Regions from separate parts of the Capsicum annuum genome. Here region 1 is linked to region 2. The links are chromatin contacts, called in public Hi-C maps. All regions are on one chromosome and are shown on one strand. Each heading gives the region's core, a stretch centred on a gene start, on an enhancer-like site or on the middle of the called end of the contact. The rest is flanking DNA. Distances are from core to core; before and after follow the strand shown.

The links. Hi-C and Micro-C count contacts between places; a contact is called where the count stands out from the background.
Region 1: a Hi-C map of bud shows a contact between it and region 2, with 4 times the contacts expected there. The contact joins two enhancer-like sites. A contact is called at or near these places in 3 of 5 Hi-C or Micro-C datasets (bud, leaf and placenta).

What each region holds. Positions count from the first base shown.
Region 1 is chr5:112,202,695-112,206,807 of UCD10Xv1.1, reverse strand. LOC107852991 (ultraviolet-B receptor UVR8) reads left to right here. Exons shown (of 12, transcript XM_016698021.2): 10 at 813-898; 11 at 1,023-1,078; 12 at 1,483-1,919. The coding sequence ends at 1,569. Among protein-coding and RNA genes, the nearest start is that of LOC107852991, 96 kb to the left of the region's middle. Within about 2 kb of position 2,382, at least 4 of the 5 cell types and tissues checked have an H3K27ac peak or open chromatin away from gene starts, as enhancers often do. A contact at or near this core is called in bud and leaf, where this site is marked.
Region 2 is chr5:111,553,825-111,557,878 of UCD10Xv1.1, reverse strand. LOC107852993 (PHD finger protein At1g33420) reads left to right here. Exons shown (of 5, transcript XM_016698025.2): 3 at 112-327; 4 at 470-1,087; 5 at 1,227-2,224. The coding sequence ends at 2,046. Among protein-coding and RNA genes, the nearest start is that of LOC107852993, 8.8 kb to the left of the region's middle. Within about 2 kb of position 1,873, at least 2 of the 5 cell types and tissues checked have an H3K27ac peak or open chromatin away from gene starts, as enhancers often do. A contact at or near this core is called in bud and leaf, where this site is marked.

The sequences.
Region 1 (4,113 bases), core at 1,133-3,632, 650 kb before region 2:
ACAGATGCTGGAATCTGGTTGACAGCTCTGGGCGACTCTTAACAGTCAAAGAAAAGCTGAGAAATCGATCGGAATCTCGATGAGAAATCGTACCGTCCCCGACGCGTGAGAGTGCGTGAGGTGTCGTTTTTCGGTGGATCTTGTTAGGGTTTCAACGCCTGGGATTTCTGAGACTCATGTTAGTGTTATTTTGCACAACATTCGCAAATCAGAGGATGAAACAATCAACAACTTGTATAGGCGCCAGATTTGATGCACAAGACTGACTAAATTTTCTGAATGTTTCTCACTGATGCTTGATACCATGTATGAAATAATGGAGAAAAATAGTATTGAATTGTGTATCTACATAATTACATTGAGACCCTCTTATAGACACTACATTACAATTCTTTTCCAAGTAGGATTTTATATACTGTTTTTGCCCTACTCATTCTAACACTTGAGTCGTAGCAAGTCTCGTCAAGCTTGTAGGACGCTTTTCCTGATTGAATAACACTTCAAATTTCCAGAAGTATTTAGTATCATTTAGTGCAGTCCTCAAAGTGAAAATTTGACACCCTTATTGTCATCTAATAGTGTAATTCCTCCGGCTAGGAATTAAAAATTACTATTCTATATGTAAAAATTACATATGGATGATGACATCTGTTCCCTATTTTCAACATTATGCTTTAGTGAACCAAAACATTTTCATGCTATATTACTTTCAAAATTGTCCCGGACACCGCACATAGCGGTAACTTTAGTGCACCGGGCTGCCCTTTTATTACTTTCAAAATTGAACTAACTGATGTTCTTGAGATGTGAAGGTATGTCCCAAGGATAATAGAAGTGTTAAGTGTTGATGGATCAAGTGGACAACAAATCGGATCTTCGACGTTTGACCCATCTACAGGTCTTACATCTGCTCAGCCTTCGCCATCTCTCTCTCTCTCTCTCTGCTTGTCTTTGTAATCTTTGTCTTTCACAGAATTAAATGATCCCGTGTATCTGATATTTTCTTATAACTTTCTCTTCAGCTGAAAAATCTTGGGTTTCACCTACAGAGAGATACGCTGTGGTTCCAGATGAAAACGTAAGATCACCATTTAAGCAATCTTTTTTTCTCTAATGGTCTAAAAGAGTATCGGCATTGTCCCATTAAAATTATCCATCTGTGCAATAGGTGCATCAAATTTATTTCATGCAGTGCTTGGTTAGATTATGAATGGGTAAGTTTGTACCCTGGACATTTGGTTGATGCAATTGGCATAACCATGAATTTTTCTGGTTTGTATAATGATTCCTTAGGTTGTGCCATTATTAATGAACTCACTTGATTCTAGTTAGGAGAATGTCCAAAAAGATGTTAGAACTTTGAGTTTGGAATTGCATTGTCCTGTGTTATGGGCAGATAGAGTCAAGGTCAACCATCAGATTTCCTTCTCTGAAACTTAAAGGTGGCATGAAATGATCCTGAATGCTATGTTTTATCTGCAGGTGCCAAGGCAAGCAGTGATTCCGGTAAGAGGGAGTGGAAACGACGTAAATGTGCCGGAAAATGATGTGAAAAGGATACGATTATGAGATTGCTAGCTATGAATGTAGCGGTCGGCCAGTTGCTGTGGATGTTCTCCACTCAATCTTATATTCAAATATTAGTGTCTCTATTTAAAGTTTAGACAACGAGCTCTGCAGATCTGTATTTCTATGATATTTATTTTCATTTTTTTTTCCTTGTGGGGTGGGGTGGGGTGGGGATGGGTGGGCTGAGGGAAGGTGTCTTCCCATTGTTCATGCAAGTCGTGAGAAAACTGATCTTTTGACTTATATTCTTAACTACTTGGAGGGAGAATTATTGTTTCTACGCATATCTGACTGTAACTATTGGTTTTAGAACAATTAAAGATTGAAAGCGCAACATGCTCTTACATGAAGTCGTGCTAAATAAAGTTTCAACCACCCAAGATGATTTAGTTTTTGGAGCGTAGTAAATTTGACGTAGCTTGAATAGGTTTGAAAATAGACTTAGAAAGTTTATCCCAAGCACCTAATTTGGGTTTTATTTGTGGGAAAAAGGAAAGATTAATATTACTTTGATAATTTGAGGTGCATTAGTTTCAATTCAGCTGTGTGATAATATATAATATTGTAGGTATGCAAGAGCCTATTTGGCCTCAAAAGTATGATACGCTAAATTACTCCAATTCAAGCGAAAGATCTGATGGTTCGTTCTCGCTCGAGCTTGAGGGTCATTTGTACTGAGCAAAACTTTTCCCCATTCTGCAGAAAAGTAGCAAGAGCTTGTGGGACTTTTGGCTAGGAAAGATAAAGAGGCTTGAGGGACTTTTGGATTTCCTTGGAAATTCATTTGTACTGAGCAAAACTTTTCCCCATTCTGCAGAAAAGTAGCAAGAGCTTGTGGAACTTTTGGCTAGGAAAGATAAAGAGGCTTGAGGGACTTTTGGATTTCCTTGGAAATTCTGCAGGTAGTAAGGCTAAAGGTCCACCACGTGGATAAACTTTGTTTGTTGTTGAGCCATGTGGCAACCCAACAAAGCTATGTAAAATCATCTTATACGCATGGACTTAAATGTTGATACAAACCAAACTAGGAATGAACCTAAAACAGCCACCACAAACTAGTTAATAACACAAAACCCGAGGGCTAAAAAGAATGTGCTCAAAGCCGAGAATACAACAACTTTGACAAGATTACAAGGTGAACAACACTAAAAACAGTCCACACCCGAAATGAACAAGAATGATAACAAGAACAACAAAAAGATGAACACAATTCATGGTTTCAACATTATAAGAACACAAACTACACGATTACAAGAATGAAAAGGATAGGTAGTGTGACATACAATATTACAAGATCTAAGAAAAAAGGTGTGTATCAAACACCAAGACCCTTAAAACATATAATACTAACACCGACACTCTTACGTAGACACAAGAGGGACGTCAATCTCCCCAAGCACCCATGTTTCCAAGCTTGAACACAACACGAGTGAATCTACACTCTAGTTGTCCTAGTTTTGGCCAAAGGTCCTCTCAATACGGGAATGCTTCAAAGTGTTACAACTTTAATATTCATCAAAATCTAGTGAATGAAACCCTAAAATGTTCTATTTATAGCTATTACAAAATAAGATGTGAAATGTCCAAAAGACCCTTTAATAAAGAGTGAATAACAAAGGTGCCCTTGGAATATTGTATGGATGATTTTGGTGTGTATTTGGACCCTCTTTTGCACTTTACTTGCACACTCCAAGTCTCGGGTCAATTAACTCACACTCATCCATCTTCGTGGTCGTGCCTATATCATCCTCCCCTTCTTGAAAAGGATTCGACCTCGAATTCATACATTGCAAAATCAAAGAGAAGACAAACAAGCACACATCCTCATGGCATGAGAGTTAGAGTTAGCAAAAATAAATAACATCACCATGCCATGTTGGTATACATTTGATGTACAACCAAGAATCCTTTGTGTTGATCACGAAAAGCATTGTTACAACATCACAAAGAATGTGGCTAGGATAAACATCAAGCAATAATGAACATAAGCCGTGACTACTCCTTTTACTCCCTAAGATGTCACCAGGATCAAATGGGAGAAGTAGATATGGGCATAAGTTTTGGCCATACTCCCTTTCAAGATTGTAATCTGCACATAGCTTTAAACCACCACGGGTAGTAAAGGGGTAACAACCAAAAGCATTTTCACAAGTACAATCACAATTCGAGTTTCCAAAACACCCAAGCAAATCAAGGTCATCTTCACCCGATTGGTCATTTTGCACGCCCCCACTAGTTGTTGGCAGCTCACATACTAACATAGACTTACCTTGGTTTTCACAAGGGTCAACTAGTGTGTGAATTCCTCTTGTTACTTGGTAATGAAACCTTACTCAAGTTATAAGTGCTAGCACTAGATAGACACAAATCATTCTTACGAGAAGAATTAATTTTGTCATCTAAAAGATCAACTAGTGCTTGTGTACTTACAACAAGAGTTTGGTCCTTATGAGACCTAACAATGCCATGAGTATCACAAAAGAAAGACGTACACACCTCTACTCTAGGCAAATCCGTAACTACATCCATTTGGCTACTACTAGC
Region 2 (4,054 bases), core at 624-3,123:
CTCTGTGGATCTGGTCTGCTTAAATCCTCTTGCCAATGGCTATATGAACTCTTTTTTGTTTATCTTGATCTTAATTATGTTTAAACTAAATACATTAGTTTGTCTTGTCAGGTGCAAGTCATGCAATCATGTCATGACCACAGAAGACGTTGAAGATTGGATGTACCACCAGTTAGAGGATACCAGTCATCTTCTGCATGGCGTGATCCATGCCAATGGCTATGGACATCTTCTCAGGATAAACGGTAGAGAAGGTGGATCCAGGTTGCTTTCTGGAAGTCGTATAATAAATTTCTGGGACAGACTTTGTAAGGTTCTTGGAGTGAGGTAAGCATCATTTATTTTAGACGTTATGTCGTAGGAACTATAAAATTTAACATGTTACACCAAGTACTGCAGCAATCTTTTAAAGTTTGGTTCGCTAATGAGCTATATTTGATGATTTAATCTTCTCCTTGTATGTGGTCAGAAAAATCAGCGTGATGGATGTTTCAAAGAAGTATGGTTTGGAGTTACGTTTATTACATGCCATCACAAAAGGACATCCGTGGTATGGTGAATGGGGTTATGAGTTTGGTGCTGGTAGTTTTGCTCTGACTCAAGATTCCTACAGACAAGCTGTAGAGAACCTATCGTCTCTGCCCTTGACCATCTTTCTATGTCAAGGACGGAAGCCTCGCACTCGTTTGCAGGACTTGATTTCATTCTATCAGTCCTTGTCAGAGCGTGAGCTTGTAAATATTAGAAACCTTTTTCTTTTCTTAACTAGTTCAATCCGTGATGCCCGCAAATCTGGCTTGGGCGCTGATGATGCCAGTTGTAAGAAGCGCAAAACTTGTGATTCCAAGGTCTTGTGTGCATGGACAAGTAGTGATATTTTACGTGTTGAAGAAGCCATGTTTAGAGTTCTACGGGCCGTCTCTGGTTCCAATTGGGTGAGCTGGCGTGCTCTTAGAGGTGCTGTGTGTAAAGCTGGTTCTCCTGAACTCCTTGATTATTGCCTAAAGGAACTCCATGGGAAGCAGGCAGCTGATGGAATGGTTGTCAATGCCCGCAGCGTTTCTGGTTCCGGCACCATGGAGTTTAAGTCAGTAGATCAATTCCTCTGTTCCATATTTCTTTTTGGAAGCTAAATAATATTTACAATTTTGTATATAGCACAATTTGTGGCGTTGTAGATTATTCTGTTTTTTGGCTTTCTCACTAATTTTTCTTACCTTTTGCAGACTTGAGCCTGGCAACCCACTGGTTAATGTGAATACAAACGAGAATAGATTACCTTGCACACCAAACTTTCCATCCGAGGAACATCTGCGTCGAGATCTGAAGTACTTGTACGAGTGTATGCTAAACCCACTGACGATGTCTGATCATGTTCCCTTAACCAGAAGGGAAGTTGCTGTTGACTCTGCTACTACGGTTCTTGATTGCAAGCAATTTATGAAGGTATATCAACCTGAAAGATTCTTGCCTATCACAAAATCAGATGCAATCCAGGTGCTATGTGAGGTGGACATCATGGAGCAATCTGATGTACATTTGAGAAACCCTCCTCCAGAATTATTGATTCTCCCCTCCGATGCTACCATTTCTGACTTGAAATTGGAGACATCAAGAACATTTCAAGATGTATATTTGATGTTCAGACGGTTCCAAGCTGATGAGTTAGTTGGATATGGTGGCGTGAAAGAATCTACTCAGGTCAAACTACTCCTAGGATCAGCTGAATATGTGACTGTCCGTGGAAAATTCCTGGGAAAAAATGGGCTGAGTAGATATAGAATGGAAAGGGGAACGGAGAGATGGACTGTGGATTGCTACTGTGGAGCAAAGGATGATGATGGAGAGAGGATGTTAGCTTGTGATGTGTGTGGTGTTTGGCAGCACACCAGATGTGCTGGGATCTCCGACTTGGATGCTGTTCCAGCTAGGTTCATTTGTCATAGGTGCAGATGTGTTTGTCAGACTATGAATACAAGCGGTAATTGCAAGGATGATTCAGTTGCTGGTGCGGGATTAGGGAAGAGTCTGGCTCATGCTGTCTGAAGCGTACTGGGATTTTTAGTAGTGTTTATGTTTTTTCCTTTGTCAGGTTTGATATAATATGTACATACAGGCCAGGCTGCGAGAAGAAATTTCAGCAGCGCATTCTGGCCAGTTTCTTTCTCCATGCTCTTCACAAGTTGTCACATCCTTGTTTCTCAGTATTTTTACATGTTCTTCAGATGGCTGCCGCTTGATCTCCGAATATGTTTTACAAAACTACTGAAAGCAGCATGTTAATAGGAAAAAGGAAAAAGACTACTAACAAAATTACTGTTAATTAAATCTAATTGAAAATCTGTTATTAAATCTAATTGAAAATATGTTTTACTTTTTAACTATTTGCATTGGTCTTGTCTACTTTTTAACTATTAGCAGTGAACTGGATACAATAAATAAATATAGATGTCTTGGTTTTGATTGTGGAGTCCGTTGAAGGACAAGTTTTCATTTCAAAGGACTACTGAATGTCTGACCAAAGTCGCGAGGTGGGAAACTGTAAGATAAAAGTTGTGATTTACGTTGGTGATTTGATGAAGATTTTTCATTGGGGATCGAATGACTTTAGATATTGATCTCTATGCATTTTGGGATTTCATTGGAATTTACCATTGCCCCTGCTATGCTTTATCTTGGTAGTTTTCACTGCTTAGGATTGAGCCTTGGGATTTAACGATGGACTTAAAAAGCCTCTTACATATGCTTTATGCTATGTCATTTTGATTATTTCGATCACTTGAAAAGCCTCTTACATATGCTTTATGCTCCATCATTTTGATTATTTCCATCGATGTTGCATAGTTAGACGATGCTTATTCTCTAGATATCTTTATGAATTCTCCTCCGGGAGAAGTTTATGACATGTGGAGATATATCTCTACGTGACAGTACTCCATCATGCTTTTGTCTTTGTTGAGAGTTTCTCTCTACTGCCTGTTATAAGAGTGAATCGTGTTTTAGTCTCAATGTGGTAGATCCTTTTTTCTTTGGACTGGCTATGATCATTGCTTTGGTAATCTATTGCTTTATCAACTAGCTAATTAGATGCGAGCTCTTCCTTGGGCATCCCTCCATTTGCTCCTCTATTTATGGGCATGAGCTGTTATTTTTGGTTTGCTCCTCAATTTATAGGTACTAGCCGTTGATTTCGGTTGATTTTCTTCGAAGGACTAAGTTCTTACGCATTACTCAGCGTTCGTCATTAGAAACATCATTTTTTGTATTTCCCGTTTGACTTGCATGGGTTATGCATGCTGCCAATGTTCATTCGGAGTTAGGATTGAATTTTTTATGAGATTAATAGTTGCATTACGTGTAACTTCCTTGTTCGTATTCAATGAAAATTTGAAATTATCTTTCATTCCAAAACATAATTTGTGGCATTGTGAAAATAATGAATATTTTTGGCTTTGGAATAACTATTTCACCTATTTCATTAAGATGAACTAGACAAGTTCTATCTTAAGTCCTTCCTAAGAATAAAAAAAGTTGCAGCACCTCTAAATATATGAGAATTTGTTCGTACAATCCATTAAGGGGTCGTTTGGGAGGAATATAGGTAATACATGGATTAACAATGTAGGGATTAGTAATGCAGAAATTATTTTTTATCAAGTATTTGGTTCATTGTATTAAAAACCAAATATATCATGGATTGTGTTTGATTTAAAACTTTATAAAAATCTTCTTTACATTTATACCCTTGAATTTTTGTGAGATTTTCTGTTACATTAAATTAGTCAAGTTAAAAATAAAAATATTAATAAAAATTTGTTACTAATTTTCAGGTGTGATATGCCACTACGAAAATCCTTAATAGCATGGGGTACTTTCAATACTTTTTTTATTGGTCAAATATGCCTTAAATTATAGATTTAAGGCTACATAAATGTTTAAATACCTAAAACTTATTTTAAAAAAATAAATATTCCAGTCACCAATCCATGAACTAAATTTTTTTTAATATAAAAAGCCCCCCTTCCCCACCAAGAAAAATTCAATCCAGTAAGAA